Regions from separate parts of the Mus musculus genome. Here region 1 is linked to region 2. The links are chromatin contacts, called in public ChIA-PET maps. All regions are on one chromosome and are shown on one strand. The core of a region is the stretch at or near the end of the contact, and the rest is flanking DNA. Distances in the headings are between cores, read along the strand shown.

The links. ChIA-PET counts read pairs in DNA pulled down with a chosen protein or histone mark.
Region 1: an RNA polymerase II ChIA-PET map of effector CD8 T cells shows a contact between it and region 2, with 63 read pairs. The contact joins the enhancer-like site here to the promoter of Cpne2 in region 2. A contact is called at or near these places in 12 of 39 promoter capture datasets (the 3T3-L1 cell line, the C10 cell line, the HPC-7 cell line and 9 more), 1 of 15 datasets of contacts at CTCF or cohesin (large pre-B cells), 4 of 484 Hi-C or Micro-C datasets (the G1E-ER4 cell line, cerebellum, neural progenitor cells and 1 more), 4 of 115 datasets of contacts at active chromatin or transcription factors (the 230-238 cell line, effector CD8 T cells, embryonic stem cells and 1 more) and 4 of 9 other capture datasets (adipose tissue, embryonic stem cells, liver and 1 more).

What each region holds. Positions count from the first base shown.
Region 1 is chr8:94,631,254-94,635,993 of GRCm38.p6, reverse strand. It overlaps Rspry1 (ring finger and SPRY domain containing 1), which reads right to left. Exons shown (of 15, transcript NM_026274.4): 5 at 3,812-3,938; 6 at 2,830-2,888; 7 at 503-569. Among named protein-coding and RNA genes, the nearest start is that of Rspry1, 32 kb to the right of the region's middle. Within about 2 kb of position 1,638, at least 78 of the 459 cell types and tissues checked have an H3K27ac peak or open chromatin away from gene starts, as enhancers often do. A contact at or near this core is called in the G1E-ER4 cell line, the HPC-7 cell line, effector CD8 T cells and 2 more, where this site is marked.
Region 2 is chr8:94,529,907-94,535,023 of GRCm38.p6, reverse strand. Cpne2 (copine II) reads right to left here and starts at 1,996. Exons shown (of 16, transcript NM_153507.2): 1 at 1,831-1,996.

The DNA of each region.
Region 1 (4,740 bases), core at 389-2,888, 100 kb before region 2:
ATGTACGTGTTTATGCCTGTGAATATATGCACACATGTGAGGCATGCATGGAAGCCAGAAGAGGGTACTGTGTCTACAAAATTCCTTTGGCAGGATCACTTCTTGAACTGGGGGCTTGCATTTTCTTGACTGGGCTGGAAGCCAGCCAGCCTGAGCAATCCTCTTGTCTTTGTCTTTGCCTCAGAGCTGAGGTTACTGGTACGCATAGGATGCCTGGCTTCTTACTAAGTGTTGGGATCCAAACTCAGGTCTTCATGATTGCATAGCAAGTACTCTAATTGCTAAGCCTTCTCTCCAACTCCCATTACTAAAGTTTTAGTTATGAAAGTAGTGATAATCACCATGCTTGGAATCTTAGCTGAGAACAATCTTTAGTTTTGTTCTTGATATATTTAGCTGGTCTTAAAACAAGAAAGTGTGTACATTTGATGGAGTTCAAAGTGCAGGCTCATTTTTTTAATAACCAACAAAGATCATTAGTGCAAGAAGTCACTATACCTACTTGTCTGGGCAAACTTTTCCAGTGCAATCAGTGCAAAAAGCATGACTGTGGGGTGGGACTGTAACTTCTGAAAGACAACAAAAGATAAAAACAAAAGTTACCCCCTGCAGAGGCAGTACGGTATCAATTTCATGTTCTATTTAATAGATGGCAGTCTATATATTTGGAACAGCAGAAAAGTCGCTTTTATTCAAACTCTCACTTGGCCATTTGGCTAATGGAGAATCAAGAGAAGAGTCTCTTAATCTATTTTTTTAAGTCATTAATTGGTAGATATGGATATTTCAGCAGTATCACATTGTGTTAGGGCTTTGTTAACTAAAACACCATTGATGCTTACATTCATTAAAACAAGCCAAAAAGAAAACTAGAATTGTATCTAAAAATGACCTTTAGAACCCTGAAAAGAATAATAGCAGCTCCAGGTTTATAAATAATGACATTATCAATGAACATCTTAGTTTTTGTTTTTGTTTTGTTTTGTTTTGTTTTTGAGACACGGTCTACTATATAGCTCTGGTTGTCCTAGAACTTGCTATGTATACCAGGCTGGCGTGAAACTCATAGCTAGGATTAAAGTCAGGTGCTGCCATGACCAGTAACATCTTAGTTTTAATCTAGTTCCTGCAGGAAATTCTACAGGAGCTCGTGATGACAGGAGAGTGACAAGTGCTCTTGACTTATATTTGAGTTTACAGCATGTGTGTTTGCACTTAAAGAAAGGCCTACATGTTTAGTATCTCCTCTTCTTGCCGTCCCCTAGCTATGCTGGGAGCCTCCAGAGAATTCTGGAACCCCAGTGTATTCCCATGCATTTCTGTGGTGCCTGCCTAAGTTCAGCAAAGCGCATAGAACCACTGTTCTCCCTGCTATAAAGCCTCTTTAGCATCTTTACCCTTGCCACATCCTGCCTGCTTTATCAGTTTCAAACCTTTCTACCTGGATATCCCTGTTCATGTCCTCCTGTCTGTGAACACTGCCTTCTCTGATCAGATAACTCTTTTACTAGGCTTCTATCTATGCTGCTTTAGCCAAGAAACTCACTGTGAGTTTCTAATCTTAGCCTTGTGTCATGAGCTAGCTAAGTAGGCCCCACCTTCATCAGGAAGTCTGTCTTTCATGATTACCACAGGTCCCTTGTCACCCAATCACATCCACTCCCCCACCCCTCTTCATCTTCTCAAAACTCTTATAGTGCTCAGCCTGGAGGAAGTAATTTTGCTCTTGATCACATCCTGTCATAAAGTAGAAGTTAACTGTTGTTTGAATGGTTCTATTCCTTTACCCTATAGTGACCTCTGTGATGGGGAAATGACTGTCCTACTACTTTGTATCTCCGAGTGCTCACTCAGAACATTGTAAGGGTTACTTTAAGTACATATTGTGTAGGCTAATTTATTTATAAATAAACTAGACAAATTAAGTCTTTTAGACTAAATGGGGTTTTGGTTTTTTTTTTTTAAAGAGTTTTTGTTTATTTGTTTTTGTTTTCCAAGACTGGATTTCTCCGTGTAGCTCTGGCTATCCTAGAACTTACTCTGGAGTTCCAGGCTGTGTAGACCAGGCTGATCTTGAACTCAAGAGATCCACTAGCTGCTGCTTTCTAAGTGCTGGAACTAAAGGTGCATGCCACCACCACCCAGCTTAGACTAGAGTTTTAAAAAAAGGCTAATTCTTACTAGGCTTGCAAAAAATAACCTAGAAAACACAGGCTAGTCAAAACTGCTGTCAAGTGCTGTGAGTGATAAGAAGACAGCTTCAGCAAACCACAGACCTCATGGTGATACATCAAACAGTTTACCAATGGCAGTTTTAATTGTGGTAGCAGGAAAGGCAAAGGTGGGTGAATATAGATTCATACACACTGCTGGTAACCTGGACTGCTGTTGGAATGCTGTAATTTTGTTTCCACTGTGTGTGTGTGTGTGTGTGTGTGTGTGTGTGTGTGTGTGTGTGTGTGTGTCTGTCTGTCTCTGTGTGTGTGTGTGATGTGTGCGTGAGGGCACTCTCACACATGAACCCAACCTGGGGTGTTCTCCATTATTGTTTGGTAGATTGTAAGGACACCTAAAAAGTCCAAAAGTCCTAGCAGCTATCTTATGACTAAATTTAAAACTAGAGCAACTCATAAATTTTTACCCCCTCCGTGTTATGTGTCTTCTTTCTTTCTGTCTCTAAACATAGGCGGTGTTAAATAAAAACCCAGCAAAACCTGTACATAAAGTTTAAAACTGATCCTATCCTCTGCATCAGGGACTATGCTATAACTTGAGAAAAACATACAATTCTATATAAATGAGAATAATCAGCTTTGATGTCTTACTTACCAGACACTGTAGCAAATATTCCAGTATTCCTGGGCTAAGTAAACCTATGCTTGCAGGACCTAAACAAACACAGCAAACACTGGACATGATTAAAAGTGTCATGCTATTTTAAATTGGTAACTAGTGACAACCAAATTGAGTTCCATTCTCTGACACACATTACCAAGGCTTCCTTTCTCAGGTTGTTCCTACTACCATCATCTTTTCAGTGTAGCAACTGAGTTCACCATAAAGAGACTAGCTAGGTCAGGCTCCTAGAGAGCCATAATAGTCTGGACCAGCACCCATGTGTTCTGATTTTGAATTCATCATTCTTTTACTATATATAAAGTAACTGGCTGAGATATTTTCATGCAATTTGCTGTTCATAGTCCTAAAGTGGACAATATTAATTATTAGAAATACATATAATAATTATTTATTATTCTAAATTTAGCCTTTCCCCTGTCTTAAGCAAATCAATACAACAAATTTATCTTAAATTTCTCTGAAAAAGAATCAACAAAGCTAAATTAGATTACACTTAACTGAAACTGAGTCTTTTGAGTAATTGTCTTCCTTTTAGTCCATTTCTGTTCATTCCTTTTTTGTTTGTTTTGAAAAAGGGTCCCCCACAGTTTGGTTTGGTTTTGTTTTTAGGCCAAGAGGTTTATTGGGGAAGGAGGAGAGTGAATGGCAGACTTGAAGTGAAAGACATGAGAGAGAAAGAGAGGCAGAGACACAGACAGAGAGCCAGAGAGACCAAACAAGAGAGAGGGAGAACAGAAAGGAAAGAGCTCCCCACAGTTTTGACTGGCCTCTAACATACTTACTGTGTGGGGTGGGGACTTGAACTTTTAACCCTCTTGTCTTAAAGTGCTGTGGTTATAGGCTTGTGCCACCATATTCAGCTTCTTTCCTTCTTTCTGCTCTAACAGGTTTGGTCAACGGTCTGTAGTGCAGTTGTCTCAATGTCAAACCAGAAAGCATGTGCTGGAGTTACCTGCTAGTTTCTCAGCCAAACAGCCCAAGACTGCGGATGTATTCCTATGTTTGGCAGGGTGGCCTGAGTCCTGGCATGCTACCTCTCCATTTAAATTGAGAATTTCGGTCAATTTCTGGAGTGCATCCTATTAAAAAAGTTGGAAATAGATTTGGTGAATATATACTCTGCAGGTTATTTTCCCAAAAGAATTCCTGGAAACAAAGCTATAAAAAGGTATTCAATAAACTTAGAATGATCCCATAAAATTATTTCATTAATAATGATATTATTATTAATAGGAAGTATCTGATAAACCTTAAGTTTTCTCAATGCCAGATTCCATTTCATTCAAAATGTACCAGTTATAGCCAATACATATTTCATACTTTTGTTTTTTGAGATAGAGTCTTGATATATACAGTTATACATGTAGCTGTATTTACCAAGGCTATCCTGGAACTATGTAGCCTAGGTTGGCCTTGAATTGTAGCAATCCTCCTGCCTCAGCCTCCAGAGTGCTGGAATTACAGGTATGTAACATCAAGTCAATTTTAATACATACATATGTGAATCATTAACCAGACTAAACCCATTCAAATTTCAAACATTAAGCACAATAACTTGGTCATGGTAGAACATACCTAAAATGTCTGAACTCAGGAGGCTGAGGGCATGAAAATTGTAAAGTCAAGGCTAAACTGGGTTACACAAGGCTATGTTACACAGTAAAACCCTGTCTCAAAAAGAAACCACACACTGAATCTTACTTAAAACAACAAACCCTAAAAGATAAACCAAAATATCTTATGACCTAATAATGTGGAAATAAAAAGTTACTCCCCCACCCCCAAGTCAAGGGCTTAGTCTAGCCCAGGTTGGCATACAGTCCAGGCTGGTCCTGAGCTTATACAATCCTCTACATCAGCTTTGCAAATGCTGGCACTGTA
Region 2 (5,117 bases), core at 747-3,246:
GGTATTGCCGTCGGCCCTCGTTTCACAGATGGAAAAACACCCAGAGCCAAAGGGTGTGTGTGTGTGTGTGTGTGTGTGTGTGTGTGTGTGTGTGTGTGAAGGCATGAAGGCAGGAAGGCAGGAAGCAACAGAGAACTCAAGCATCCATAGCCTTTGTCCCTGGTTTTTCCATGCAGAAATGCATCTGATGAACTCTCCCATTCCAGGGGCTCATTATCATCTGAGGACAGCCCCAGAGTTCACTGGGCCCCCTGCCAAGGTGGCAATAAACTCTCGCTTTAGTGTTTGTGTCTGGTCAGTTTCCAGGAGGCCCAGGAGACGGTCCTACTTTACAGAAACTGGAAATACACAGTTGAGACCACCATCCCACTTCCGGTCACAAAAAGGTGTTCAAGGCCAGGTAAGTCTCTCACAACTCCCATATTGGGACTGTTCACAGGCCACTAGAAATGACAACCCAACCCAAAATGCCTCCCTTCCTGTGGGAGAAGGGCTCTCATCCAATGCAAAAGGCAGCATTCTTGACCTCACAAGGGGAGTTGCAGCCACTTGACCAGAAGTCAGCAAGCAAAGAGCTAGGAGTCAGTAGGCACCTCTGGCCCTGACTGCAATCCTGAAGCATCAGGGACCTTAAATTGTTTCTCCTGGACAGCAGCTTTCCTGACAAGAAGGAAGGATGACCAGGCCCTCCCACTTTGACGAGCCCACGTCAAATCCCTTCTGAGCCCATGGTGAGGGAGCTATATTCTGGAAGAGTTTAGCTCTGCCTGGAAGAAGGCAAAGGGAGGGGATCTCCCCAGGCTGGAAAGCAGGACCCTAACCCTGGACTAGGGAATTCTCAGCAGGAAGCCTGCCTAGCAACAATGCCTCCAAACAAAGATGCGGTAGACACCTCCAGGGGCAGTATAATACTCCTTTCTATCTCTGAGAGGGGCAGTATAATACCCCTTCCCATCTCTGCGTGACAGTTCCACACCCCTACATGATGGTGGTCTGTGGTCAGACAAAACAAAGGGCATCTGGGCTAATTCTCAAAGGCCTTTCCCCTTTCCCCTTCCCCCAGAATTCTTATAGGGCAGGAAGAATCAGAGTACAAGGAGGACCCTTTGAATGGCCACCCAGCTCCGGACTGCTATTGCACCTGTGACCTTGGGCACTCCCAGCCTCCTTTTGAGGTAGCCCCTTATCCAAAGACTAGTCAGCTGTACCAAAGACAGGATTCGGGAAGGGAGGGGAAGAGAAGGAAAAAGGAACATTAGTCTCCTTTATTTTTCCCAGGAGCACCATTGTGGGGATGGGGAAAAAAAGAAGGGCTTCTCGCTTCCTCCTCCACCCCTTGAAACACACAGGTGCCAGACAGCTTTTGCGCAAAAACTAGTTTGCAAACACACTCCGACTTCTGGAACGCCGCCCGGCACTATTCCCCATCTCTTCTCCCCAGTTGGAGCAGGGAGTCGGCCCTAGAGCTGATCCCGAGTAGCGCCAGGTCCTGGTCAGGGTGGGATCAAAGGGCGCGCTCGCCTCCAAACAATTGTGCTGGCGGCTGCGATCGCTAGCCCACAGCCGCCCTCTAGACATCTAACGGTGGAAGAGGGTCTCCTAAATAGCTAGCCAGTGTCCCCGAAGCCGCCCATCCTCCAGCCGCCCCCCGCAGACGGGCGCCCCCGCGTGGCCGGGTGGGAGCTGAGCCCCCCCCCCCCAGGCGTGCTGCGGGGGGCGGCGGCCAGGGACATCGGAGTCCCTTCGGCTGAACCCACTCCCCCTCCAAGCCCCAGGCCGAACTTGAGCGCACACAGTGCCCGGCCCGCCCTCGCCGCGGACCCCACTCACCGCGCTTTCCGCAGCCTCAGCGTGCTCCGGGCCGCCGGGGCATCCCCGGGCGCTGTGCTGTCGGCCGGGCGGCGGCGCGGGACAGGCTCAGGGCGCTACCCGCGCGGCCGTACCCACTCGTGCGCTCGCCCGGGCTGGGGCTGGCCCTCCTCGGGCCCCGGCTGCGGCGCGGGCTCCTCCCTCCAGTCGAGGGAGGATGTGGGCGGGAAGCGGGCGCGAGGCGGGCGCTTCCTGGAGGGGCGGCTCTCCGGGCTAAGCCGGAGCCTGTCCCGCTCCCGGCTGGTGGCCCGCGAGGACCTGGATGCAGCAGGCTGCCACTCCGAGCGATGCCGCGAATTCGCACCCAGCGCCGGGCCCGCCGCTCTGGGCGTCAGGCACCGCCGAGCTCCCCGCGTTGCGCTCCAGTTCAAGATGCGGGGACCCGGGGGTGCGATCTCCTGGTCCGCTAGACCCCCGGGGCGCCGCCCGCGGCTCTCACCCTAAAGCGCGCAGGGCTCAGCACGGAATCCTCGGGGAGACGCCCAGGACTTGCCTCCGAGCTGCGCACAAGAACCGCAGTGTTTTCTTTTTTCCTTTTTTATTTTATTATTATATATTTTTTAATTTCTTTCAATAGCGTTTTCTTGCCGCCTGAGACTGGGAAGATGACACATATTCCCGTGACAAAGACGATGAGATAAAGACGTTCGGAGTGGGGTTTGGGATCAACGGGAGAGTTGAGGCCTCCCCTCTGTGCAGCCAGCTTTTGAACCAGAGGCACCAGTTCTTAAGGGACTGTTTTGTCGCTGGGCAGCTGGTGGTCGCTCAGTGGTATTTTGTACCCTCGGAGCAAGTAAACCACTGGACATTACCACACGGAAGCTCTTTTAACCAGATTCTGTTGTGGGAGGTGTAGGGGGAGACATGGCTGTCCAGAGGTCTTAATAAGCATGGCCAAAGCCCTGGGCCCTGGTGTACAAGTCTCGGGATTGTGGGGCTGAGCGGTAAAGCCTTGCACTGAGGTTGTAGGTTTTCTATTCCAGACAGATAAGAGTTAATGCGGGAGACTCACGCTGCAGCTCTGAGCTCCCTCCACCTCTGAGTCACAGGCACTTTGCAGCCTTAGAAGGGCCCCCACTAAGCAGCCCTAGGGCACAGAGCTTTGTTCTCTCTGCCTGCCTGTCCCCGGAGCTTTCTGCTTTTCTCCAGATTCTCCTCGTCTTCTTGCGCAGAAAGTCCTCCATGCCCTCTGCTCAGCTCTGGGACAAAGCAACCTGTGGCGCCACTTAGAGCAGAGGTAGAAAATGGGGACCGCAACGTCTTCTTCCAGACTGTGAAGCAATGGCAGGTAGAAAAGTAGATGGATGAGAAGTTCAGGATGAAAGGCAATTAGCACAGAGACCCAACTCAGCTGTGGGACTTGACCAGCACTTTTCTAAGAACCCAGAAGAATATGGCGATTGGGGGGGGGTGGGTACGGAGGGGAGGGGAGGGAAAAGATGTCACTAGGTCTTGGTCAGGAGGGCAGAGTACTAAGGTCAGGGGTCACAGCAATTCCATTCCTAAGTACCTACCCAAGAGAAATGAAAATGTTTGTTCAAGCAAAAAGTTGAGCATGAATGCTTGCAGTTCAATAAACATTCTAGCTCAACTTATAGACATAGTTCACTAGAGCCAAAATGTGGGCAAGATCCAATATATACCAGCAGTTCATAGGGGAAAGTTCAGTGCAAAGTCCACACAGTGGAATATTACTCACCCAGGGAAAGTACTGACATATTAAAGTAGGGATAGTTTCAAAGGCAGCTCATCATAAAAGGCCAACTGGATAATTCCATTTTAGAAAATGACCAGAAGAGACATAGCCACAGAGGTAGACAGGGGATTCTAGTCATCCGGGCCTGGGAGGGAGAATGGATGTGGTTGCTCTTTGATACAGGGTTTCTTGGAGGGAAGAAAAAAGGGTTTCAGGGCTGGAGAGATGGCTTAGTGGCTAGGACCACTGACTGCTCTTCCAGAGGTCATGAGTTCAATTCCCAGCAACCACATGGTGTCTCACAACCATTTGTAACGGATTCTGGTGTACCCTCTTCTGGTTTGAAGTGAGGGACAGTGTACTCACATGCGTTAAATAAATAAATAAATCCTGAAAAAAGGTTTCAAAAGTAAGAATTGGATCTGGAATGTTTCCAAAGGCTCATGTGTTGACATTTTACTCTATAAATCATTTCACTACTGGGAAGTACTGGAAACTTTAGAGGAAAGTTACCCAGTCATGCCCCTGAGGATGTGATCTCTCTCAACATCACGAGGTGTGATGTTCTGTCTTCCTGAATGTCCAGTAGTAACAGAGCCAGCATACCATGAGCCAAAACTACAAGCCAGAGGAAATCCTCCTTTTCACAACTGTTTTTCACATCGACGAGAAGTTGACTAACAGTTGTGTAACTCTACAGAAACCCAAAAGGCATGCATACTTTAAAGGGCAAGCGTCATACATGTTGATTATTGTCTTAGTTAGGGTTCTACTGCTATGAACAGACACCATGACCAAAACAACTCCTATAAAGGACAGCACTTAATTGGTGCTGGCTTACAGGTTTAGAGGTTCAGTCCACTATCATCAAGGCAGGAGCATGGCAGCATCCAGCCAGACATGGTGCAGGCAGAGCTAAGAGTTCTACATCTTCATCTGAAGGCTGCTAGTGGAAGACTGGTTTCCAGGCAGCTAAGAGGAGGGTATTAAAGCTCACTCCCACAGTGACACACCTACTCCAATAAGGTCACACCTACTCTAACAAGGCCACACCTCTTAATAGTGCCACTCCCTGGGCCAAGCATACACAAACCATCACAGTTATATCTCCATAAAGCTGCCCTCCAGCCGAGGGCAGAGGTCAGGAGACACAGGTCAAGTGTTGGTCCCAGGTTAGAGTCACTCACTGCATGCCAGATGCAGACAGTGAAAGTGAAGCCGCCTGTGTCTTGAGAGTCTAGAGAATTTTCTGTACAGTTGGAGGCCTGAACCCCATAAAAGGCTCCTGTGGGGCGCATGTAACTCAGCACATGCTTCTGGGGTTTGTTCCCCTAGTGCTGGTTGCCTGGCCAAACTGCTCAGACTAACCCAGGTGGCCTGTGCCCTTCCCTGTGTTTGTAAGCCAAAGATATCCTGAGTACCTGCCAGGCAAGTGTGTGGGAGGGGAAGGGACAGAGGGACTTAGGATTATCGTGTGTGTACCAGTACCCTAAAGCTTGGTCTGAGATCATGCAGGCTCAGTGAAGGCAGTTTTTGCTTGGGTTCAGACCAC